2 separate regions of the Pan troglodytes genome follow, and region 2 is linked to region 1. The links are chromatin contacts, called in public HiChIP or PLAC-seq maps. All regions are on one chromosome and are shown on one strand. The core of a region is the stretch at or near the end of the contact, and the rest is flanking DNA. Distances in the headings are between cores, read along the strand shown.

The links. HiChIP or PLAC-seq counts read pairs in DNA pulled down with a chosen protein or histone mark.
Region 2: a contact with region 1 is called in an H3K4me3 HiChIP or PLAC-seq map of stem cell-derived excitatory neurons, with 2.5 times the contacts expected there. The contact joins the promoter of CEP128 here to the promoter of GTF2A1 in region 1. A contact is called at or near these places in 1 of 7 Hi-C or Micro-C datasets (stem cell-derived neural progenitor cells) and 1 of 1 datasets of contacts at active chromatin or transcription factors (stem cell-derived excitatory neurons).

The regions. Positions count from the first base shown.
Region 1 is chr15:79,195,341-79,199,987 of NHGRI_mPanTro3-v2.0_pri, reverse strand. It overlaps GTF2A1 (general transcription factor IIA subunit 1), which reads left to right and starts at 1,855. Exons shown (of 9, transcript XM_024348825.3): 1 at 1,855-2,097.
Region 2 is chr15:78,902,588-78,907,234 of NHGRI_mPanTro3-v2.0_pri, reverse strand. It overlaps CEP128 (centrosomal protein 128), which reads left to right and starts at 2,382. Exons shown (of 26, transcript XM_063793855.1): 1 at 2,382-2,575; 2 at 4,622-4,647.

The DNA of each region.
Region 1 (4,647 bases), core at 606-3,105:
AGAAAGAGCTGTTAAAGTTAGAAACGTCATTCAAGCTGTAGGAGACCAAGAATAAAAAGTTCAGATAGAAACAATTTAAATATGATGCTAAATGTAATCTTACTTGGGAGAAGTTTTCTCTCACAAATTTTGTTTTGTGAATTAAAGGGCTGCAGCTTCCAAGTATTCAGTCCTACAATTTTGGTACAACAGAAAATATTTCTTTCCGAAACTAAACTGGATGGCACACATATGTTGCAATGAAGGCATATAACAGCTATTGAGGGACTGGAAAACCAATATATTGGAATGGAATCCATGATGGCTAGATGCCAGACACACAAGCAATCTAAGTTCCTGGGTAAATATTAACCAAGTGCTTAGGTCTTGTTGCAATCTAGGTGTAAAGAGAGAAGCCAACTCAGAGCCTCCAGGGAGTCTGATGGTCTTAAGGAGGCCAAGACTAGGTTTTCTGCCATTTTAATCCAGTAACTACAATCCATTATTTCACAGATTAATTCTGTGAAGAGCAAACCTCGTAGCTTCTCTTCCCTGTCCTGTCTGCAGTGGTTTTAACTTTAACTGATGGCGAAACTACTCAACCATTTAGTCAAGAATACCAATAGTAGGGAGGAAAACTAGGTGGAAGGTGAGGGATTCCATGTGCAAAGCGTTTGGGAGTATGTAATAGGGAGGTAACAAGAAGTCCTCTCAATATGTAGTAAAACTTAACAGGAATGGTATTGTTTAGTGTAAATTTTCGGGCTGTCACCTGAATATTAAATGAATTACAAATGTTGATAGAATCATAACTTTATATAATATACCAAGAACACTGATTTCCTGTGATTTTTTTCTTTAAGTGTCCCAGACCATGCAGCTGTGCAGGAAACTGGGAAGCAACTGTTAACAGGGGAATGGACTTGGCGTGAAAAGAAATGTCAAGGTTCATAGATATCCTCTACACCCATTCACAATCTCCCATTTTCTGAGTATTCAAGGCCTCTGGTTTCTCTAATCCCTTTCTTCAAGTCTTGGCAGGATGCATTTTTTTTCCTCTTTGGTAAGACGCCTTTGATATTCTTCAAATCTGGTTTCACCAGCACAGAACTTTGACATTTCGTTTTGCTTTGTCTCTGGAAGACAAACTCCCTCACTCATCCACGCGACATTTCAAGTCCCTCAAAATTCCCAGGGACAAGAAAATTAGGTACTATGAATTCTGCCTTCCAAACAGCATTCTCTGTTCTGCTTGCAAGGTCGATATAAAGGCAGGATTTGCTTGGGCAGAACAAGTCAAAAGCTTATTGAATTGCACTTATTGAATTGAACATGGAACACAGCCGGCTTGCTCTCTTATAGCGAGAGGCCATGCGAGTTGGTGGGTCAAGGGCATGCATTTCAAAGTGATCAGTCACTATACGTTGGCCACATGGAGTCGCAGTATTTTGGCAATATTTTTTAAAACCAGGGAAAGTTACTGTGCTGTTACAATCCAAAGGCTGGTGGGGTTTTCTTCCGGCCCGCATTTCCACTAGCGTGATAAATTATTTAAAGTACGTGGCCTAGTAGAGGACTAACCTCTGGGTAACATAAGCCTAGTCTTCGCAGCGTACCCAGTGTGGAAACAAACCAATCAGAGGTTACTAATTCTGGAATGTTAAAAGTAGGCCCCGATCGGCTTTTACTCCCTTTGGGAAATCCTACACAATTCTGCGCGCGAAAGACCCACCCTCGGTGAGGCGGTGAGGCGGTGAGGCGCGAACGCCGCGAAGCTCACAGTCAAAGCCTCGCTGACAAATCAAGAGATGACTCCGCATTTAAAACCTTCCCGAATAGGAACGCGCCAGAGGCCGGAAGCCACGCCACGTGACCAGTCCTCCTCCGCGGCCATTCCTAGCGAGGCAGTAGGCACCGCCTCTGTCACATTTCCTAGCTCCTAAAGCGCGGGACCAGGCGGAAACGTGCGACAGGAGGCGGTCCCACCTAACTTTGGACTGGAGTGTCAGTAGAACTCCCGTCTTTTCCAGCAACGCTTTGCAAGTTCTTCACCGCAAAGAACTGCCGCAGACTTCCGCCTGGGTGCCAACCACGTGATCACGCGAGCGTTGGAGAGGCGTAGGTCCGATTTCACTACTTCACTCCCCGGGCTCCGCCAGTCCAGCACCCGCCACGGCGCGTGACAACGCGGCTCGCCGGCGGCCTCCGCCCCGGCGCGCCTGCGCACGCGGCTCTCGCGGTGTCTCGCGCTCAGCCCCGCCCACCTCTGCCCCCGCCCTTTCCGCCCTTCCCTCCCCCTTCACCCTGTCTCTCGGCGGCGGCGGCGGTGGCTCGCGCAGCTTGTTGGCTCGCTATATAAAGGAGAGAAGCGGGCGGACCGGACGGCTGGAGCTGCAGCCGGTGGCGGCAGCGGCGGCGCAGGGAGCGGCGGCCGGTGGTGGTTTCCCTCCTTGGCGCGGGGTGGGGAGCGGGCAACGCCCCCCGGACCCCTGAAGGGTCGTGGCTTTTTTTTTTTTTTTTAAGGCGATTCTCGAGGTTTTCAGCTGCGGGAGGAGTGCCCCCCTCCTCCTCCTCTCTCCGCTCTCCCCTACTCCTTCAGGATTGATTTTGTTTAAAATTTTTTCCCCAATCTTGCGGTGATTTGGGTCACCCTCCGGGTGTTACAGTTTTTTTTGTTTGTTTGTTTTGTTTTTATCTTGTTTTCTTGAGGTTGCCCCCTCTTGTTTGTGTTGTGTGTGGAAATGGCGAACTCGGCAAATACAAACACCGTGGTAAGGACGTGGTTCGGTGGCCGGCGGGGGCTTCGTTCAGGCTGCAGCAACGGCCGGACCGGGCGGGGGCGGGGACGGCGGCGACTCCCGGCCTCGACTCTTCAGCCGCCCGCGCGGCCGCCGCCGCCGCCGCTTCCCGCCTCGGGCGGATCGGGCCGGAGCGCCGGGCGGCGGGCGCGGGGGGGCGCCGAGGGCTCGCGGCGCGGGGAGGGCGGGGGCGCCGGCGGGGCCTGGGGCCGCCGCGGGCCGGGCCGGGCCGCGGAGGCGGTTGGGCCCGGTCGGACGCGCAGCCCCGGCCCCAGAACCCGGCCGCCGGGAGGGAGGGCGGGAGGGGAGCCGCCGCTTCCCCCCGAGGGGCCCGTCCGCGCTGGCTTGACGAGGGTTCCCCGAGTGGCTACAGAACAAAAACCGTGTCTGGGGAATCGGGCGAACCCCCGAGACCCATCGTGATCCACTTTAATGCAGTGGAAGATTAATGGTTACTTTGGGGGTTTCTTAGGTTGTTTCTGGCGTTTGTGCTTTGGGAACCTTCTCTGAGGCCATTTTATGTTTAAAAAAAGGACGAAGGTTGGTTGAAAAGCACTTATCTCAGTTCCTTCCGAATGGGTAAAATGGCGAAGGGGAAGACCCCCATCGTATCTTCGACTAGCAGAAGCACCAAAACAAACAAAAAAAGCCTGCAGTGGTCCAAGTGTCCCCGCTTTCGCCTTGAAATTTACCTACTTCTTCCCGTTGGTCCCTTTTTGTTACTTGCGATCACGTAGGTTTGCAAAAAGCAGTCACATAAATAACCTTTTCAGTCACCAACGCAGTGTGATCACTAGTCCACCCAACTCTTATTTTTATGATGACAATAAAACACGTTTTTTGCCCGGTCCCAAATGCCGCAGACCAGCCCGCGGCCGCCCGACACCGTACCGTTGGCGACTCGCGTCTATCCATCATGGCTGCGGCCGCTTACCCTGCTTTTCAGTCCCTGAGCCTTGTGGTCCTCCTCCCTTTGGCTGCCCTGTTTATATAGAGCCATTGCCGCTCTCTAATATAGACTCTGCCAGGATGGGAAGGTGCTTTTCAGGCCTACGTCACCGCCTCTCCATTTAAACACCAGATCCGGCTTTAAATAGTGAGAGCTGCTGAGAGCGGGGCTGGGAGGTGCGTGCTCCCGAGGCGAGAGCCAGGCGTGTGCAGAGCTCAGTTTATTTCTAGGTCCTTTTTTCACCCTGTGATTTCGCACCCGTCGCGGGCTGCTTTCAGAGCCCCAAGTTTTGGTTTTGTTCCCAGCAGCAGCTAGGATTTGCCTTCTTTGTTTGCTAGGGGGAATATATCCGAATCGCTGTCCCTTTTTGTTTACAATTTTCAAAATTAATTATTTAAAACAGAGTTTTAGATCAGATGGTCTAGCCATTTTTCTTATGTGCATTATTTTCGGGAATTTAAAAAACTGCTTTCTACATGGAAAGTGTTAGCTGCAGAGGACTTGGTTTTGGTAGTGTTTTGTTCAAGTATTCAGGAAATAATCTTAGAAATATAGCTCCTAATATTTCATTATGTTTTCCTATAGTAAATATAAAAGCCACGAGGCTTTTCAGAGAAATAGATAAGTACCTAAAGCTTCAGTATAGGACCATTTATGTGTAGGAGAATCGTGAGTAGAGGGAAGAGACAGACTGCAAACTAGATTAAAAAAAAATCTAAGTAGAACTTTATTGCCTTGGATATTAACATGGGTATCCGGTATAAAAATTATTCCAATTTATTTTCCAGCATTGCATCAGGGAATTAACATTTTTGAAGGAAACCTAACAAATCACTTAACAATGCCACTAGTGGCCCTCTGATTTACCAGTTCTTAAGTTTGAAATAACCTGTTTTTTAAAAATTAGGACAAACCTAAATT
Region 2 (4,647 bases), core at 1,133-3,632, 290 kb after region 1:
GTAATACATATCTTTGGGAGTTATGAGACAATTTCATGTAAAATCTATTTTGTTGGTTTAACTCATTTTGTCGGCTTTAACTCATTTTGTCTATTTTGTTAAGACATAAAAAACAAAGATTCAGTGATGTGACTTCACTGCTTTTTTTTTTTTTTTTTTTTTTGAGATGGAGTCTTACTCTGTCACCAAGGCTGGAGTACAGTGGCACCATCTCAGCTCACTGCAACCTCCGCCTCCCGGGTTCAAATGATTCTCCTGCTTCAGCCTGCCGAATAGCTGGGATTACAGGTGCCCACCACCACACCTGGTTAATTTTTGTATTTTTAGTAGAGACGGGGTTTCGCCATGTTGGCCAGGCTGGTCTCGAACTCCTGACCTCACGTGATCCACCCACCTCAGCCTCCCAAAGTGCTGGGATTACAGGCTTGAGTCAGCACCCCTGGCCTGACTTCACTACATTTTTTTGGGATGCCACGTCTGTTGACTGAGAGCACACCACAGCTGACAAACAGCTGCTATGAATTTAGTAACATATTTAAGCATTTCTTGATCAAAATGAACGAAAATATCTGATTTTTAACCCTTTGGTCCCAGTTGTGTCCTGTAATGTTTGATTTATTTGGTTAATATCACTTTGAAAAATAAGGCCTATAGAATAGAATCCAATTCTCTAAATGTGGTTGAACCAGGGAGGAAAAGCTGTGGACAATCAGTTTTTATTAATGTAGCTCGTGATTACATTAGCTCTTTTGGTAGACATTTCTCCTGCAGTTGATCTGATTATCACTTCTTCAGAAAGTTTCTCTTTTATGTCTTTCCATACAAACCTATGCAGTATTCTATTACACAGAGATTTGTAATCATTTATTGTCTTTTTCTCTCACATGGCTCTGAGCAATTTGAAAGCAAAGTCTATGTTGTTTATTTTCACTGCAACTTCAGTGTCTAAAACAATGTCTGGATACTAGAAATATACAGCATACATTTGCTGAATTACATGAATGAATAGAATTGTTTTGAAAGTTAAAATGTTTACAAATAAACAGTTATTATTATGCTTCTGCATGTATATGGGGCAATTTTATGGCTGTTCTGAATTATCTTAAACTCTGTCTGGTGGAATGTATTCTTGAGGAACAATTTCAAGTAAGCAGCTTGAAGATAGTTGCAAATGCATAGGAGGTCTTTGGAAGAATTATTTTATGTTCAAACCAATATGAGATAGTTTTATGTCTCAGTGTTGGCCAGAAAAAAAATTTGAATAATACGACTATATCAAATTTATGTGCTAATTATTTATGACTCTGCCTGTTGGGAGGGAGGAGGGGTAAGGAGGGATGGAAGGAGAGAAAGGGGGAGAGAGAGAAAGAAAGAGAGAGAGGGATATGAACGGAGAAGGGCAAGTGAGGAAAGGGTGAGAAGAAAGATAAAAATGTACAAAAAAGGTTAGGTCCCTTTGAAGGGCTAATAGAGGGGACCAACTGGGAAATGGATTATAGAGCACAGAATTATTAGATTAAGGAACCCTTGTTATTAAACATGATCTAGCTCTTCTTCACGTAGCCAGGAAAGCTTTCACAGATCAGGTAATATTTGAGTTTAGCCTCAAAGAAGGAAGGGGAAGTGGTCTTTTTGGCAGAGAAGAAGGGCAATTCATATGACTAATTTAATTGTTACTTTTTAGCTTTCCAAAGTTCAGTTTTTTATTGAGGTTTTCATTCTCTTCGTGACTGAAACCAACTCCCCTGAGTGGAAAACATTTCTTTTATGTTCTAGAGTGAGGAGATGACACCTAGACTGAAGTAGCAGCAGTAATGAGCTGACAGCCTCACATCTACTTTTGGTGTGCCGTGAATAAGCCATATGATCTTAGGCAAGTCCCTTACTCTTTCCAGGCCAAACAGGTTGGACTACATAATCTTCTCTGTTCCCGTCCGCTTCTAAGAATTTGTGAGTCTTTGGAACAATATACTGGACCCTGGTATTAAGGGGATTTTTACATTTCAGTGCTAGAAATTGTCTTTCCCTGTCCTCCCACCGCTCCCTTGCCCTTTTTCTACTTCCCCATCTTACCGTAGTCCTGGGGGACTCCTTTTGTCCCCCAAGGAGTAAAATTACAGTCAAGGCCAAGGAAGCATTTTTATTCACTTTCTAACTGGAGTTTGCCTCCTACAAAGGAGGCTGGTCCTTTAAAAAAAAAAAAAATAGAGCAGGGCAAGAGGGCGCGGCCGAGGGATCAGGCTTTTTTCCGGGAAAGTTACCCGAAGGCCAGCTATATGGCATCCTGGGATTTGCAGTTCCTTTTCGGGACTCTCTCCCTTGGTAATTCCTTGATCATGAGGCCGAGATGGACTACAACTCCCAGAGGGCCAAGCGGCGGCAGCGGGGTCCTGTACTCTGGCTGTGGCTGGGCGGCTAGTTCAAGTTGCCATAGCTGCGAGTCTGGGGAGAGCACAGTCGGTTGAGTCGCTGCGTTTGGTCAGTTGCACCTTCTGGGTCACTGGTAGCCGCGGGAGCCGGGTGGGGCCTAGGCGATGATCCGGCATTAAGGAGCTGGGATCATCCTCCGTCTCAGGTACCTGCCCCCACCTCCCCCTTGCCCTTTTTCGACCACTTCCCCGTCTTACTGTAGACGTTTTAGTCCCACTTCCCCTCGTCCCAGGGGTGGGGACCTCAGAGCGGCGCGGGATCTGGGGTGGGGCCGTGGATGGGTGGAGTGTGTGCAGAGGTGAGGGGAGACGGCGCGCCTGTCATCCCGAGGCCTCCCTCCCTCGGCAGGGGTGTCCGCGGTCAGGTCCTGGCCAGGTTACCCAGTGAATCTGGACTACATTGTCCTTCCTTTGGGAGCAGCTTGCTCTACCGCTAGCATCTGTGAAGCTTTAAGGGACAGGAGATTGGACTCATTCGGTAGGTCCTCCAGAGGACCGTCTGACATTTGCTTGCCTGTCCTGCAAGCAAATTTGATTTTTTTTTTTTTAATCCCTGTTTTGTAGTCACAGAAAGCGTGCTACTCTCGGGAACGCTTTATTAGTGACCTCTCTTTCCCGTGCCATCATAGGATTTGCTCCAGCCTTAGCTGTTAGCAGTCCCTTAATTGAATTATTTCGTAAAAATACCTGACATTGAATCCCAGCTGCATCTTTTATTGGTTTGATGGAGCCAATCTGTTATGTAGGCGTCTGGTAAAACCTTACCATTAATTGCAGCATTGATTTGAGTATTATGTAAAGTATCTAGCACAGTGCCTGGCACCCTGCAAGTGCTCAGCATTTGTTGTTTATTTTTTATTAATTATGCAGATTAGTGTTGTCTAATACAAATACAGTGTGAGCCACTCAGGTGAATTTAAATTTTGTAGTACCCACATTAAAAAAGTAAAAAGAAACTGGTGAAATTAAATAATAGTTTATTTAGCGCAATATAGAAAAATGTTTTCAATGGAGTAAATATAAAACTTATTGAGATTTTTACTTTTTTTTTTTGTGAGAAGGAGTCTGGCTCTGTCGCCCAGGCTGGACTGCAGTGGCGCGGTCTGGGCTCATTGCAACCTCCACCTCTTGGGTTCAAGCAATTCTCCTGTCTCAGCCTCCGGAGTAGCTGGGATTACAGGCACTCGCCACCATGCCTGGCTATACATTAAAAAAAATATATTTTAAGTCATCAAAATCTCTTGTGTATTTTACATGTATAGCACATGTCAGTTTGACCTGGCAAGAGCTAGAGCTCAGTAGCCATGTGTCTAGTGACTGCTGTACTGGACAGCACAGAGATAAGGTTAAAACTTTGGCAGTTTCATATTGGCACACATAAATTTGGTTGTGCCTATGACTCATTTCATGGGTGATGGTGGCTGTTTTGTTAGAAGAGTGAAGTGTGCACTGTGCCTATGTTCTCTCAGCGTATCTTGTCTGCCATTGCATAACCTAGGTCTCTTTGAACTGTTTCTTGACAGTTTATTTTGGTTAACTTTTTCAGAATACCTTTTTTTTTTTCTTGAAATGGTTTATAGATGTATTCCCAGATCTACCTTTTATGTAGACAACTCTCAGTTCTCTGGATCACTTCCTGTGGATTCTTACAGATTGCTTTGAAAGCAGTCACAATTAATTGAAAATATTTCTGTCCACAGCTCTTTTCTACAACCAAAGGCATTTTATTCTTATTTATTTAATTGTAGCACTGAGTATGGGAAGAACTGGGCATCTTATAAAATATTTCCTTTAGGAGTGTTAGACTGGCTTGGAAGTATAATTGGGTCACCACATTCAGCAGTAACATGTTAACTGTATTACCTGACTTAGTTACCAACTTTTAGACATGCTCATACATAGTACTTTTTGGCTAGACTTGGGCTGCGGTTCACACTGGAGCATGAACTCTCTGGCAAGCCCCAGGGATGCCCAGGCATGGACGGAAGTCACCAGTGACAATATGTGGGCTGGGCACTTGGATGTGAAGAATTGTAGTGAGGTCTCTTGGGCTTTTGAATCATTCTAGGAGCATTTTCTCTATTCTGTGTTATGCCATAGTCTGTACATAGGGACTTAATTTTCATATTTCATTATTTAAAAATGTTTAAAGTTGTAGGTATGTCTTACCCCCTTGTTTTGTTTATTTGTAGGTGGTTTGGGGAAAGTGTAGGGGCAA